2 separate regions of the Bicyclus anynana genome follow, and region 2 is linked to region 1. A link is a contact called in public Hi-C data. All regions are on one chromosome and are shown on one strand. Each heading gives the region's core, a stretch centred on a gene start, on an enhancer-like site or on the middle of the called end of the contact. The rest is flanking DNA. Distances are from core to core; before and after follow the strand shown. Region 1 overlaps LOC112046830 (RNA-binding protein MEX3B). Region 2 holds the start of LOC112046830 (RNA-binding protein MEX3B).

Region 1 (7,547 bases), core at 3,557-6,056:
ATGTTTGAATTAATTTGGTCGCTTTTATTACCAAATCTTTTATTCCCAAAATTAGATTTATTTATTATAAAAATTTAAAAGACTTCATTAGAACATTCCAAGTCCTTGATATTTTTAATAACATTTAAAGATTAACTGTGTATAATTGTGTATACATCTGCAATCTGCAAAAAAATATATGCAATGCATTAATACATTGCAGTACGTCGTGTCTTTAAAAAGTTAAAAAAGGTTGTCAGGTTGTAGATTACCGTATTTACCAATATCCGAAAAAACATACCGGAAATTTTGACTTACTATAAAATAAAGCAATAAATAAAAATGTGAATTTTCCAAAACCACATTTGCATATTGGGCTTTAGTCACGTACAGTCTACAGCAATGTTTTGTTAGCTTAATAAATTCTTAAATTGATCGTCGAAATATGAACTCTATCACCTAAATCGTAAGGTTGCGTTTAAAGTTCCGTTTAAAAGAAATATTGACCGTGTACACACGCTCCCGTGGGACCGTGAAGTCGGTAACAGATTCAAAACCTGATACATTTGAAGCCCCTGAGTCATTTCACAGGTAAATTCTTCAGATGTTTTCGATTGTTAAACCCTTTTTTTCCTTATTAATAAATAGCATTGAATTATTTGTTAACTTATGCTGACGTTTCTACGCAGTACTTAAATTTATACGACTTGAAAAATTTTAAAAGACCCAGGTCCGCATCTTGTCTTTGGATATGATTTAACAAATATAATGTTGAGTCGTGATATACCTCTGCCTTCGATTCGGAAGTCGTATGTTCGAATCCGGTACGAGGCATGCACCTTTCAACTTTTTAGGTATGCGCATTTATGAAATTAAATATCACGTGTACCATAAACAGTGAAAGAAAACATCTTCAGGAAACCTGAGATTTTTTTTAATTCCCTAGAGTCTGCCAATCCGCTTTGGGCCAGCGTGGTAGACTATTAATTAGCCTAACCCATCTCATTCTGAGAGGAGACTCGTGCTTAACAGTCAGCCGATTATGGGTTGTTAATGACGAATAATGTTACGTTGTTTGATTTATAACCTGAGCAAATGTGAAATTAAAAATTGACCCCAGCTGAGAGTCGATCCAACGACATTTTTGTCTAGAAGCCCAGCATTACTAACCGCGGCAGAGAGGTCGTCAGTTACAAATTACAATGAGTAAAAAATAAGCTCATTTCTTATGTTTATCAGATAGTCATCAACGATTTGTCTAAGCCAGCCAAACTAGTTATTTTAATATACCACATGAGCATTCTGCACACGTAGGTGACCTAGAACAATGTGGGTATTAAACATCTCTGAATGGGGACATACACCCCAAATTAACCGGATTCAAAAATACCTAATGTACTTGTGACGTCACTTTATTGTGGCTGATAACATCAGCTGTTGCAGGAATTGTGTATGATATTTTTTTGCCTTCATATTGTCACCTGACTGTTTTAGGTTGTTCTTAATTGTACACATTTTTAAGAAATTAAATATCGTCTTGAACGGTGTAGGAAAAACATCCTGCGGAAACCTGCATTGGGTCAGCGTGGTGAATTATTGGCTTAACCCTTCTCATTCTGAGAGGAGACTCAAGCTTAGTAGTAAATATGGGTTGATAATGATGATTATGAACTTGAAACTGGCAAAATTACTTCAAACCTGTGAGTTTATTGATAAAACGGAAAATTCCTAAACTGTTCTTGTATTGAGTGGAAATTTAAAAAATCAAGCAGCGTAAACAAGTCGTCAATTTAAAAGTAAATAAAAATGGAAAGTAAGCCCAGAAGAGCACCCCGTATGTAAAGAATGACAAGGTTCTCTCTAGGTGACATCTAGCGCCCTTCACCGTCGCGGACGCGTTGCCTTCGGGGATAAAAGCACGAACAACCTCGGAAAAGAACACCGTTTTATAAATAAATATTTTTTTTTATTCATCATTGTTAAGCCTATTTTAACAGCCCACTATAGGCCCAGGGCCTATAGAATGTGGCAAATCGATTCAGTGGATGAATAAAGTGTAAATTTCTAATAGTAAAAGCATTTTTGAAATCTATGGTAAAGTCGGTAAGTTAAATCGTAACCAACATTTTTCATCTAAGAAGTGCACGACACTGAAAATCAGTTTATGAAGGTAAGAGAGAAGCTAAAATCAGAAATTTATAACAGAATCGATGGAAAAAGCTAGTTCATTTGAAGAAAATTAAAGCCATTTATAAAAGGATATAATTATTATACTTATTATCTTTTTGTATCCTTTAGCTACATTAGCATCTGGTGTCAATGAAATCTTTTAACATTTCGACAAACGAGTAATGTAGACGTGAGTTGGAGCTACCATTTAACCTTGGCGGCGGCCCGACATTAATAATTCAACTAAAAGTATAAATGGAGATTTTTTTTCTTAAAACAAGTAAAAAAACCAAAGCCATAAAGCAAATTTTTTAACACAAACGAACCGCTTTTAATGTATTTGAGGGTAGGGGTTGAGTAGGGTACAGTAGGGGTAGGGTTGGGATATGGTAGGGGTAGAGATAGGGTTGCCTAGGGGTAGAGTTAGGGTAGAGTAGAGTAGGGTAGGTATAGGGGTAGGGTGGTAGTAGAATAGAATGGGGGTAGGGAATGAGTCAAAGCGAAGCTTGACCGGGTCCGTTAGTAACTTATAACTACTTGAGATAACACAGTTATTTGGAAATCACAGACGGACGCTTAAATTTTATTTATATTGTATTGATTTGTCAAACGTGTGAATTATGTAAAATTGTTCATTTTATTGAGTTTATGCTAATTATGATCTAACAGCCATCAATAGATTCGCGATATATTCAAAGTTAACGGTCAAGATCATTTCGCGGCCTTGCGTCCGCACACCTTTGAGACACTGTGACGTCATCAGTGAGCCCCTATTAGGATAGGTCTATGGCCTCACAATTTATTGTAAAACTAGTGATACAATAGCGACTTTGGCCATGGTTTTTGACGATGTTTATAAATCGAAGATGATAATTATTCTGTATCAAATTATTATCAAAACCGCATAAAAATCCCAACAGCAGTTTTGGAGATTTGTGTTTTGAGGCGATCCTACCGATAAGTAAGTCCTGTCCTATCAAATGACACATTAATTGACACAGACAAATTAATTGCTTGAAAAATACAGGAACGTCTTTTTAAATATTTCAGGGTTCAGAGTGATAATAATTCATTTTTCTTTGTATAGAATATCTTTATAATAACGAAATTGTATGAGCCGTGATAGCCCAGTGGATATGATCTCTAAATCCGATTCCGGAGGGTGTGGGTTCGAATCCGGTCCAGGCCTGCACCTCAAACTTTTCAGTTATGTGTAAGTATTTTAGGAAAATAAATATCACGTGTCTCTAACGGTGAAGGAAAACATCGTGAGGAAACCTGCATACCAGAGAATTTTCTCAATTCTCTGCATGTGTGAAGTCTGCCAATCCGCATCGGGCCTATTGATGGTGGACTATTGGCCTAACTCCTGTCATTCTGAGAGGTGAGTCGAGCTCAGCAGTGAGCCGAATATGGGTTGATAACGAACGAATGGAATAGTATCGCTAAAATTGACGGCATTTTTTGTCGGTTTACACCAGAGATTTTTACTTTGAGAGGCGTCAAAATCATCACAAACGAGTCCTCAGCCCCGTTGTCAATGACGCTACAATTGCATACAATGACACATAAATTTTTGTCTGGACACGAGTACACTCAATAAATTCGCGAGGTTTCATACGCTATGCTTTACGAGACACGTTACGAGCGATGAAACGAATATTTCCTGTGCCGCTTGTACTCGTATTAATAAATGGCGGACGCCCACGAATTCGTCAGTATTGAAGTCTTTTTGGATTACTTGCCCCGTGTATATGACATCTGCCTTCGTTGTGGAGGGCGTAGGTTCGAATCTGGACCGCCGCATGCACCTCCAACTTTTCAGTTATGTACATTTTAAGAAATAAAATATCACGTGTCTCAAACGGTGAAGGAAAAACATCGTGAGGAACCTGAACACCTGAGAATTTCTTAGCTCTCTACGTGTGTGAAAACTTCCAATCCGCATTGGGCTAACATTGTAGACTATTATCCTAATCCCTCTTATTCAGAAAGGAGACTCGTGCTCAAGAGTGAGCCGAATATAGGCTGTTAATGATGACGATGATAAGGTTGGTTGAATAATGGTTGGGTGAAGACCACTTCTAGAATTAATTACAACATGTTTACATGACGAAATACCGGGAGCACATGTCCATAAGAAGTTTCAATTATACGAAAATATGAAACGCTGTGACAGCCTTTCAGGTTGTTTGACCCAAATACGCGGTCTGAATGGGGCACTCAATTATTTGTGTCCACAAATCCCCTCCTCCGTCCATCCTATTTTGTAACATGTCCTTCTAAAGTAGCTAAATTAATAAAACGTAAAACAGATTTTCTTCTTTGATAATGATTTTAAGCCATATAACAAAACATCTATAGAAAAGAAAACTATTGTTTCGAACTTTAAGTATTAAAATAACTTTGGGTAAAATTCTATCAAAAAATTGTGGATTTGAACTTAATATAATCGACCTTGACAAATGTCGTTCCTCGTTTCGCTACTTGATTATTTTTTCTATAGTTTCGCGGCCGTTTTTTGGTTGCGTATTTTTACCTTAATGTACTCAGAGTAGTTATCTAATTTTAGTTCGTTTCAGTGATCGCGCTCTTATTTATGGGTAGTTCAATGATCTCCGCAGTTATGAATCAGGTGTGAAATTACGTATTCCTACGTACTTGGTATGTTTAAGTACACACTCAGCAATCGAAAGTGTATCGTGAGATTGAGACAGCAAGGGCTATATTCGTGTAAACGATTTTACGGTTACATCCATGACGTAAGAGATTTGTGATATTAGGTCAATAGTATTGGAGGCATGGCTAATGGTGGTGTCAAAAGCAAACTAAGATATATTCGAACGTGTTAATTTTATGCACTTCTTAACGAAGTTTAAAGAGTTTAAAGTCCGTTTAATAGCATCAGCGGTTTTACTATTTTAATCGTATTATGGATGTATGTATTATAACAGAATTCAGGATCGGCAATAATATTACAACCGGAGACAAAAACTTTATGTCCAAGGCCAAGGCTGAATTAGCATCGAATTTGTCACCGCGCCCGCAAAGTCAACAAATCGGCGGTTTCGTACAATGATAAGGCACGCTGAGTAAAGTAACAGTCAAATTGTTTCAAGTATCGTGGCGTATACGCGTAAAAACAATCGTTAATTATCTTTTACGAGGTGTTCTTATGGGTGAATGTACTGGCCCGCTTGGCCTGCCGCCAGCTCTCACGGTGCGCTCCTAATCGCCTCGCCGGTTACCGAGCTCCTGATAGCTCATAAACGCCTGGTACTTGTAAAACAGTTGGGTGTTGCGGGCGCTTCCTTCTAATAATAATATTCTGAATTCCTAGTTCGTTTCCATTGTTCAGCTGCTCTATGACTCTACTAACGTCCTATTCACGTAGGTTGTATCCTCTATGCTTTCTCAGAATAAGGTTTTATGTCAAGACACATTTTACATGCTTAGGTTCGAATGTTTAAAAAAAATTGTGCTAATTACGTGTTAATTAATGACATATAAACATGTTTTAACCTAATAGAGGTATTTTGAGTAATTTATTTTAGTGATTTTATAAATGTTACGGAAAGACGAAAATCAAAGTAAAACGGAATTAAAACTTCTTTTGGTTGTTTGTTACGCAATGTTTGTAATATTTTCGTGGGGCGGGATTTACTTTACAAGATAAAATTTCTTATCGGTTGATCAACCCGGGCCAGCCGTGACATAGACCTTTAATGAAAACGAATTGTTCTTTTTTAAAATATGTAGTGAACTTTTTAGACAAATGTGCGTTTTTTGTCTGTGTCTAGAAAAATAACGATAGCACGTTTTTATTTGCGTCGGCGAAAAATCAAAGTTGCTTTAGGTATTCTTGAGGAATGTGAGGCGACTTATGAACAACATAGTCACGATTATTTTAAGTCTCACGCAATATTAGGCTTCAAGACAAAGCGCAAGAGTGTTACATTTCTATATACATATTAATATTGAGATGACCGCTGTACTAGGCCACCATGAACTCAGTTGTTGATATAGTGTCCGATAGCGCGAACAAAAATTTGACTCCGCGTTTCCGCCTCAACGATCGCGAATACGTGAGGTCAAAGCTAGAAGGTTACATAACTTATGCGCAAATTTTGATGTTCAAGGAAATTGACATGACGATCTACTTCTAAGACCGAAAACATCATACGATTTTATCTGTAATTATAATTGGCTACTTGGACACGATTTTGAAGATAGTTTGCGTAGTAAAGGTCTTTGGAGTGCTTTGAACTTTTAGACTTCTTGCAGAACCTTTTAAGTACAAAACACCTGTTAAAAGGAATTGTCTTTGTCTATCCCTACAGGTTTTTAGGATTCCGTTGTCAAACATATAAACATCCTTATGTTACAACCATTTTGTTTTTTAACATACAAATTATTTAGTGCGTCTGGTGGGTGGCATTTACTCGTAAAGTATTATAAATTCATTAACAGCTTTCGATTAAGTTATATTAAAAATCATTACTGTTCTGTATAAAATGAGTTTGTAGCAAGAACCAAAGAAGTTTATAATACATGGTTTTGATTTGTCAGTTTAGGGTACTTTTAACCAAGTATAAGCACCGACGAAATTGTTTAAAAGGATTTATGAGAAATGAAAAAGGAAGGGAGATATGCAAGTGGAAGGGTGTGGTCTATGCCTGATGATTGAGGCGTGATGGTACGTGTGTATGTATTTGTTGGAGAGTATTTTATTTACAAATATACAGAACACTATCTTATGTGTTCTGAGTCTACCTTGACCAGTTTTTCTTGTCTGGTTCACTTCATCTTGCTATTCGTCTGGCTCGAATCGCCTCTATAGATCGAGAGGTAACCGTCCTCGCTGGCGTGTTGATGACTCAGTTACAAATGGTTCTAGAAACAAGTTATGAACTCTTTACTAATATTTCATGTTGGAATTTTCTAGAAAATTTTACCATTATCCCAAAGATATAATAATATACAGCTATATTTAGAACTTTATTGCAGTTCGCTGAATAATTATGGTAATCTAAGATTCTATTTGACATTGTCTAGACGTTCCACGTCCGATATAGGCTTTGTTGTGACGTCATGACATATTTAGGAAAAGTACCACATTAAATATAATGCTCAAAAGAGCTAGAACCCGTAAAGCCAAATAAAAAAATAGGTTTGTTTATACCATAAACCGCCTTTGATTAATAATTAAAAAAGTATTCAACAAGAATTTTCAATTCTTTTCTAAAAATAATGGATAAAAATTACCAATGTGTTTACCAGGGTTGCATGAAACCAAAGAGTAACGTACCGAAAATGATTCTATTTAGGAGGATCACTGCGTTACAGTACTTTGACATCTGGCCCGTGATCTCGGCTTTACGGCCTTTGAGGATTATTTC
Region 2 (7,547 bases), core at 3,235-5,734, 60 kb after region 1:
CTAAAACTAGTTATAAAGTTAGAGTCAGTCGGTAAAATTAGTCAGTATAAATAAGTGAAGCAACGATCCGTTCCCAGTGCATCAGGACTAGGAGTACATACGTCAAAGGGCATTCACCGGTATGCAATTCCTCTATCGCGGGTCTCATTAAAAAGCAAGGGATATGCGCGCTAGTGGCGCCAGCTAGATTGCGAATTGCGGAATCGGGAAACTCAATTCGATTTTAAAAAATCGAGACTGGATATTTTATTTTTATTTCAATTTATAATATAAAAATATTTTCATTTATTTACGTATCGATTATTTGTACTTTACCTATTGATTTACTTATAGTAAACTAGTCTACTAAACGGTCGTCTAAACGCGAACTACGCGGTTGATTATTAACTAACATTCTAGTTAGGTATAACTAGCTGCTAGTTACTTATAGATTGTAAAGTAAGCTCGATCCCTTTTCCTACAAAAATACTTATCAAAAAATAAGTTGGAAAATTAAATTACTTTGTTTTTTACACTACTTAGTAGGAATTTAATTTTAACTTACTGTTCAGTCTAACAGCAAGCACATACTACACCTTTTATTAGTTAAAAAGTTCTACTATAAAGTTTTAAGTAAGTACTAGGAATTACAAAATGAGTGGTCACCCTACTAAAGAGCGAACTTTTCTCAATGCAGTATCTTTTTTTCTCCACACAGTGCAAGTACCTATAAAACTTTTTTAGAAACAGGTTTTTATAGATCCCGTGGTAGGTTTCCGATTTCATCATCAAATTGATCATCATCATCATCACCATGTCTAGATGTTTACGAAGTTGTTTTGATTATTAAGCTTTTTTAATATTACTTAGTAGTCTGTCTGTATGTTCGTTCTGGGAAATCTCCGAAACGGCTAGACTGATTATGGTGTGCCTTTCACTGGCCAATGGAACAGTTAACAAAAAACCGATTCAATGATCAGTTTTATTGACACTAGCAGGCTTCCCGCAATTTCACCGACGCAGTTCCTATTTCCGTAGGAAGAGGAGGGTTACATATGGCATATGTTACTAGCTGATAATGTAGCTTTCCATATGTGAAGGAATTTATAAAATCGGTCCAGTCGTTTCGAAGTCTATTTGTAACCGAAATATTAGTTAAGATTTCGATTTTGAAAGAATTATTTTAATTTTTTTGAACCGAAGAATTTATTATGAAAATTAACTTTCCTGACATAGGTATTTACCTACTCGTATGTATTTAAATACCAGGAAATGAAATAGCGACAGAAAAAAGAACAAACAGAAACTCGTACCTGGACGAATGGACGAATTCTAAAATTGAAACGGAAATACAAATACTAGGTACTGTCATCGGTTTTGTACACGTGTACAAAGTTCATACATCGAAATTGTTCAACAAACAATTTCGATCATAGGAAGTTATACAAAAGTTACTCGCTATGTTTGACCTACACGTGTAGGTACCTCGTAGTTAGTACCCAAGTGGAGTTCAAAATATATTTTATTATTTTACAATTCGTTTCATGTAGGATGGTGCAGGTGATAGCTCGTTTCACTAATGAAAGTTTGCTGCGATCTAAAAAAAAACCCATGCTATCTGAAAAACACTTTAGATTGCCTATACAATATGCATGCCAACTTCTATGGTTTGGACCCACTACGCTACTCCTAGTGGGGTTAGTGCCTGGTGGGCTTAGTGATGTTTGATTCCACAATGTTAGCCACACACGATCAAGTTTATCGTTGAGTTTGCAGGATGCTTAAGCTTGTAGCAGGGAAATAATTTCGTATGGTTTCCATATTTTAAAATTTTAACTGCATCCCTAAGGGTTCTGCAGGCTAATTCACTAATTTTGACATATACGATTTGTAGGCGTGTTAGTACGAAATTGAGATTGTATTTATCAAATTTCATCCGCTGCCTACTGACAACCCTTCGTACATATTGTAATCAACAGTATGTAGATGACATTTCTCAGTTGATTTTAATAGGTTTGTTAATAAATACCAAATTAGTGAATAGGCCAGCTAGACTAGGCGGTTAACATGATCGTGTGTAGCTAGCGTAACGTTCACTATAAGATGTTAATGATAATATCATAGATCGAAGGCTTACCGTGATCTCTGAGTCACTGGATTTACAGAATCTGCTGTTGAGAATTGAATAGAAGAAAAATACAAAATACGGACTTGAACCCTTAAGTTAATGGTCCGAAGCCGCATATGCTAACCGTTGGACTAATTTGTATATGTAGATTCGTATGAAAACTAGAGGACCGTCAGCACCACAGAAATGCGTTGTTAAATTATTACAGACAGAAGATATTTTACAAAAATGTTACTGTTTTGCTAACGCTCCTGTAATTTCACACAAACATATCTATCAGTACAATTACAGCCAAATCTAAACTATTATCCGAAAATAGAAGACCTACTAATACATTTTGCAACTTTAGGTATTTTAGTAGGTTGAAACCTAGAATAGGATCACAATAAATGCAAATGTACCTACCTACCTACGTACGTCTGATAAAATTCGGTAATTAAGTTAATAAAACACTCGAAAACTACAGCTAACAAAAGAAACTGGTTTACTAGAAGGTCAATAAATGATTAATAAGGTAAATGTTGGTGGTATTTTTTTTCAATTCCTAGGTACCACCTATCTACCTAGTTACACTTAAAACTACATTTAACAAACTAATGACAGCAACACACGTTCAAGTATCATTAAGTCTACAGTGCGCTTAGGGATATGGGAGTGAAAATATATCGAAATAGTGTTAAGGGGATGGTTTCGATATTTTTATCACTGCCCACGCCCCTAAGCTTGCTGCAACGTATTAGAGCGTGGTGGGCCCAAGCTGTAGCAACAAACGATAACCTAGTTACCTACACGTACCACACTCTTGCACGTGGATTAGGTATCTAGTTACCTAAATACCTACTATAAAAATAGCGAATGGGTAACTTCGGTAAAAGCAAAGCATTTTTTTACAATCCAAATACCTACAAGAAATACAGTACGCAGGGATCTTATTCTTTGTCGTAAGTACCTACATCTACCTTAAAACAACGTAATGTCAGCCACTGACGATCAATTAATTTCACATGCCTGCAGTGCTAACGGCTTGACGTCCGATAAAACTGATCGTAACGTATTCGTCGCGATCGGCATCATGACATGCACATCGCGACCAACACACGATCCGTTTTTTCGTCAGTGGCCAACATTAAACTCGTAGTTCGCGGGTAGGTAGGACCCACCTACCCTTCCTTTTTATCTGAACTTTCGTCTGTATCGTAAATCTTTACTAATAGAAATATCTACTACCTACCTACGTAACTTAAAGAAACTATGTAGGTAGGTAACATAAGTAGGTACATACCTACGAACTAATAAATGCTACTCGTATGTTAGGTATAGTTAGACGCTCCATTTTCGCAGCATGCATGAATAACCTATAAAATAAAAATAGCAAAAGGTGCATGGAAAAAATATGCGTGGAACTAATGATTGATACGAGGGTAGATAGCTATAAAAACCGCAACTACACGATACGCCATTAACGTGGAGAAAATAACTCACGAAAGAATCTCACCAAACGACCGTGCAATTAGTTTTTTTCGCAAATCCGGTGCACATTTCAAAAAATTAGTCCCAGATAAGGCGGCGTTCACCGCTTTGTCGGAATTTTTTACGATACTCTTCAGAAAAACTACCAACATCCCTAAGGGTCTAATTTTTTGTTCGGCCCTGCCTTTTAATTAGGAGATCGTAGTTTTTTCACAGAGCAATCGGTCGGGCGTTCGCCGCACTGTGGCATCGAGACGTTTCGTTTAGGACCGCCTGCACCATGGGAAATCACTATGCACAATCGTTTATTCATTATGCACGGTCTATTTGATTTCTACGTATATTCGCCTACGTTACCAAGCTACGATCTACGGCATGAAAGTTACAGCTACGAAGTACAGCGCCCGAGACTGCGGACTTGCGGCACTCGGTGACTGCGATGCGGGTAAACAAACAAAATTGTCTCGAACGCCGCTCGGAGATCGAACATAACCTCCAAGCCGGCGCACGTGCGGGGAGCCTACCTTGTCTGCCGACGATCTCCGCGACGTGCTCCGAAGATGGCACGGGCACACACTCCGTCATGTTCTGGGATTTCTTGGCGCGGTCGTCGGGCGGCGGCGCGAATCCGAGCGGGCTCGCCAGCGGGTTCGCTGACGGCAGGGCATCCCCAAAGTTCAGCATGCTGAGTTCCAGTGCGAGCGCGTAGGCGCGCTGGTCTTCCACCAGCCCACCGCCGCCCAGCTCTCCGAACAGGCTCGACGGCATTTCCACTTGAGACGCAATCTTGTCGGTTTACGAGAGGTTCCCTCTCGAGTCACTTGTACGGTGGAGCCGCGTTCGATCGTTTCGCCGCGTGGGATCGTGTAACGCAACACGCGTATGCTCGAGTCGCGGCGCGGCGGTGAACTGAGTCGCCGGCCGGCCGGCGGGCGCACGCGCCTCGTGGCGCGGGGCGGGGCGGCGCGGCGCGGGGCGCGGGGCGGCGGGTGGCGGCAGGGGGCGCGCTGCACCGGGCGCCACCGCACGCCGCTCGCCGGGCGGGATGCGATGCGACGCAGCTTCCGCCCGCCCTGCCGCCGTCGCGACGTCCGCACGCCGCACGCCGCCCGGCCGCACCGCCGCACACCGCACGCCGCACGCCGCACCGCACTCCACGCTAGCCGTTGACACATCGCAGGTAATTATACCGCGCTCGACAGTCGACACTTCGTAAGTAGTGATTAAATGATAAACGACCGACCTACTACGACGACTTATCAAATAGGTACTCGAAGTCAAAAGTTTATCAGGTTTTTAGAAGTTTAAATAAATATGTTGCAATGAATGACTACTGTATTGGAAAGTAAACCTAAGTAATGGGGAATCAATAATTTCCCGGTACGGTAAAAGGTACCTAAACTACCTTAGTAGACGGAATTATCAAATTAATTGATTTCAAAATAAACATTATAGTAACCTACACACTACAAAGATATATTAAGCTTGAAGTGCTCGGCTTTCCGTGCAACTGAAAATTTTAGAAAGAAACCTATACCTACGACTTAGTACCTAACTAAGTGAGTACCTACTTGACTAACAAGAAGTCGAATTATTTTTAGGCTTATTATAACAACACATAATTTTTGCACGAAAATGCGCTTAATATAGGTACCTAGGTAACAGACATACCAGCGAAAATTGAATTTTGGACCTCTAAGATTAATCAACCTTGTAACCTAAACTATTAAACTTTAACATAATGTCAAAATCATCATATTAAAAAAAATGTCAAGTCTATAGCTTACTTCGATAAATAATAATTTATCTATCCAACTTAGAAAGAATTTCTCCTCTAAGAATTAGGCTAATAGTCCACCACGCTGGCTCAATGCGAATTGGCAAACTTCACACACGCAGAAAATTATGAAAATTCTCAGGTGTACAGGTTTCCTCACGATATTTTCCCTTCACGTTTCACGTGATATTTATTTTTTTTAAATGCACATAACTTAAAAGTGCATGCCCCGGACTGGATTCGAACCTACACCCTCCGGAATCGTTGGCTGAGGTCATATCCACTGGGCTATCACGGCTGTATAATAATATTCATAACTGAACTGTTGGAGGTGCATGTCCCGGACTGGATTCGAAAATTCGCTCTCCGAGTCGATTGAATGTATGTAATGCTGACCATAAAATACCTACCGCTCAAAGCTATTAACATGTGACTGTATTCACGGGTAGTAGGTAGTAGGTAGTTAGTAGATAGGTAGGTACCTCTGCCCGGTAACAGCAGTCAACTATACAAACCCTCTGTTCACAAAGCTTTTGAAGATGCCATTCAGACTCTTTGACTATACAAGCAGTTAGGGTTGCCCGTTACTATTGTTATTATAAGTTCGAGTATTGCTTCAAAGTTTTTGTTGTTTATTTCTTAAGTATGTTACTTGTTACTGTATGATACTTAGCGGCAGATCAAGTAGAAATTATAACTTGAGCTTTTAATATTATTGCCATTGCAAAAAAATTATCAAGTAAAAAATTGACCAATTAATAAATGAGTAAATAAATATACCTACTTACATAATACGCATAGCCTGTGTCAAAGATACTAAGATAGCGGATTTTATCATATATATAATCTATATATAATATATACTTATATAATCTATAAATACACCCAGACACTGGAAAACGAGAGCCTTGATAGCCCAGTGGACCTCTGCCTCTGATTCCTGAGGGAGTGGCTTCAAATCCGGTTCGGGGCATTCACCTCCAACTTTTCAGTTGTGTGAATTTTAATTGTCTGCGTGTGTAAAGTTTGCCAATCCACATTGGGCCAGTGTGATGGACTATTAGCCTAACCCCTCTCATTAAGTTAGGAGACTTGCGCTCAGCAGTGAGCCGAATATAGGTTGAGAATAAATGAAATGACTAGAAACATGGGTTCATCACTAAAAATATTATCCAGCTGCGGGAATACACAATGCGCCACATGTCCCTAAAAAGTTTTGTAAAATACATGGACATTGAACGTGTACATTACATAAAACTTCTTCGTTGGTCCAATGGTTAGCCTATTTGAATCAGGAGATCCTTGGGTCGAGTCCTGGGTCGTGTTATCTGGTACCTACTGAGCCTTTCGTTCAGTAAAGTATTGTTGTATATGTCTCAGTCCGGTTTGGGAAGTTGATGGAAGTTCATCGTGTCTCGAATTCTAAATGTCAAACATTATCACCAGCCCATATTAAAGCGGCATGGTGGATCTAAACTCCATTACCCTCTCATATAAGGAATGAGGCCTTACCAGAGCATAATGAAGAGTCAATAGTAAGTAGGAGTCACCTGCAGTTTGCAGTTTCAACTGTCAGAGGTCACTGTATCGCCTTGACCGCGCCTCCCCCGCTACGAGCTACGAGTGTATGTACTTACTACGTGTACGGTGCTACGAGAACCAACAACTTACGTACGTGCTATGTGCAATGACGTCAAATTAATATGTACCACTGATTATGTATGCAGGTAGATCTTCATCTTGCTACATACCTAGTACTCACTCGATGGTGCCATCGTTGATATGACATCAAAACAGTAATTGGAGTAAAAGCCTGCGATGTAGCCAAACATACTTCATTTTATGAAGGCTCAAAGTTCATAAGCCTACTCTAAGATTAGTAAAGTACATCATCATCATTAACGACCCATTTCCGGCTCATCGTTGAGCGCGAGTCTCCTCTCAGAATGAAATGGGTTATGCTAATAGTCCATCACGCAGGTCCAATGCAGACTGGCAGACTTCACACAGGAAGAGAATTAAGAAAATCCTCAGGTGTATAAGTTTTCTCACGATGTTTTCCTCCACTGTTTGAGACACGTGATTAATTTCTTAAATTGCACATAACGAGGTGCATGTCCCGGAACGGATTCGAACTTACGACTTCCGAATCAAAAGCATAGGTCCACTAGGATATCACGGCTCGTTCAAGAT

The links. Hi-C and Micro-C count contacts between places; a contact is called where the count stands out from the background.
Region 2: a contact with region 1 is called in a Hi-C map of whole body, with 2.0 times the contacts expected there. The contact joins the promoter of LOC112046830 here to the enhancer-like site in region 1. A contact is called at or near these places in 2 of 2 Hi-C or Micro-C datasets (whole body and whole larva).

The regions. Positions count from the first base shown.
Region 1 is chr17:3,193,660-3,201,206 of ilBicAnyn1.1, forward strand. All of the region lies in intron 1 of LOC112046830 (RNA-binding protein MEX3B), which reads right to left. Among protein-coding and RNA genes, the nearest start is that of LOC112046830, 61 kb to the right of the region's middle. Within about 2 kb of position 4,807, at least 8 of the 8 cell types and tissues checked have open chromatin away from gene starts, as enhancers often do.
Region 2 is chr17:3,254,259-3,261,805 of ilBicAnyn1.1, forward strand. It overlaps LOC112046830 (RNA-binding protein MEX3B), which reads right to left and starts at 4,485. Exons shown (of 2, transcript XM_052886416.1): 1 at 4,102-4,485. The coding sequence starts at 4,345.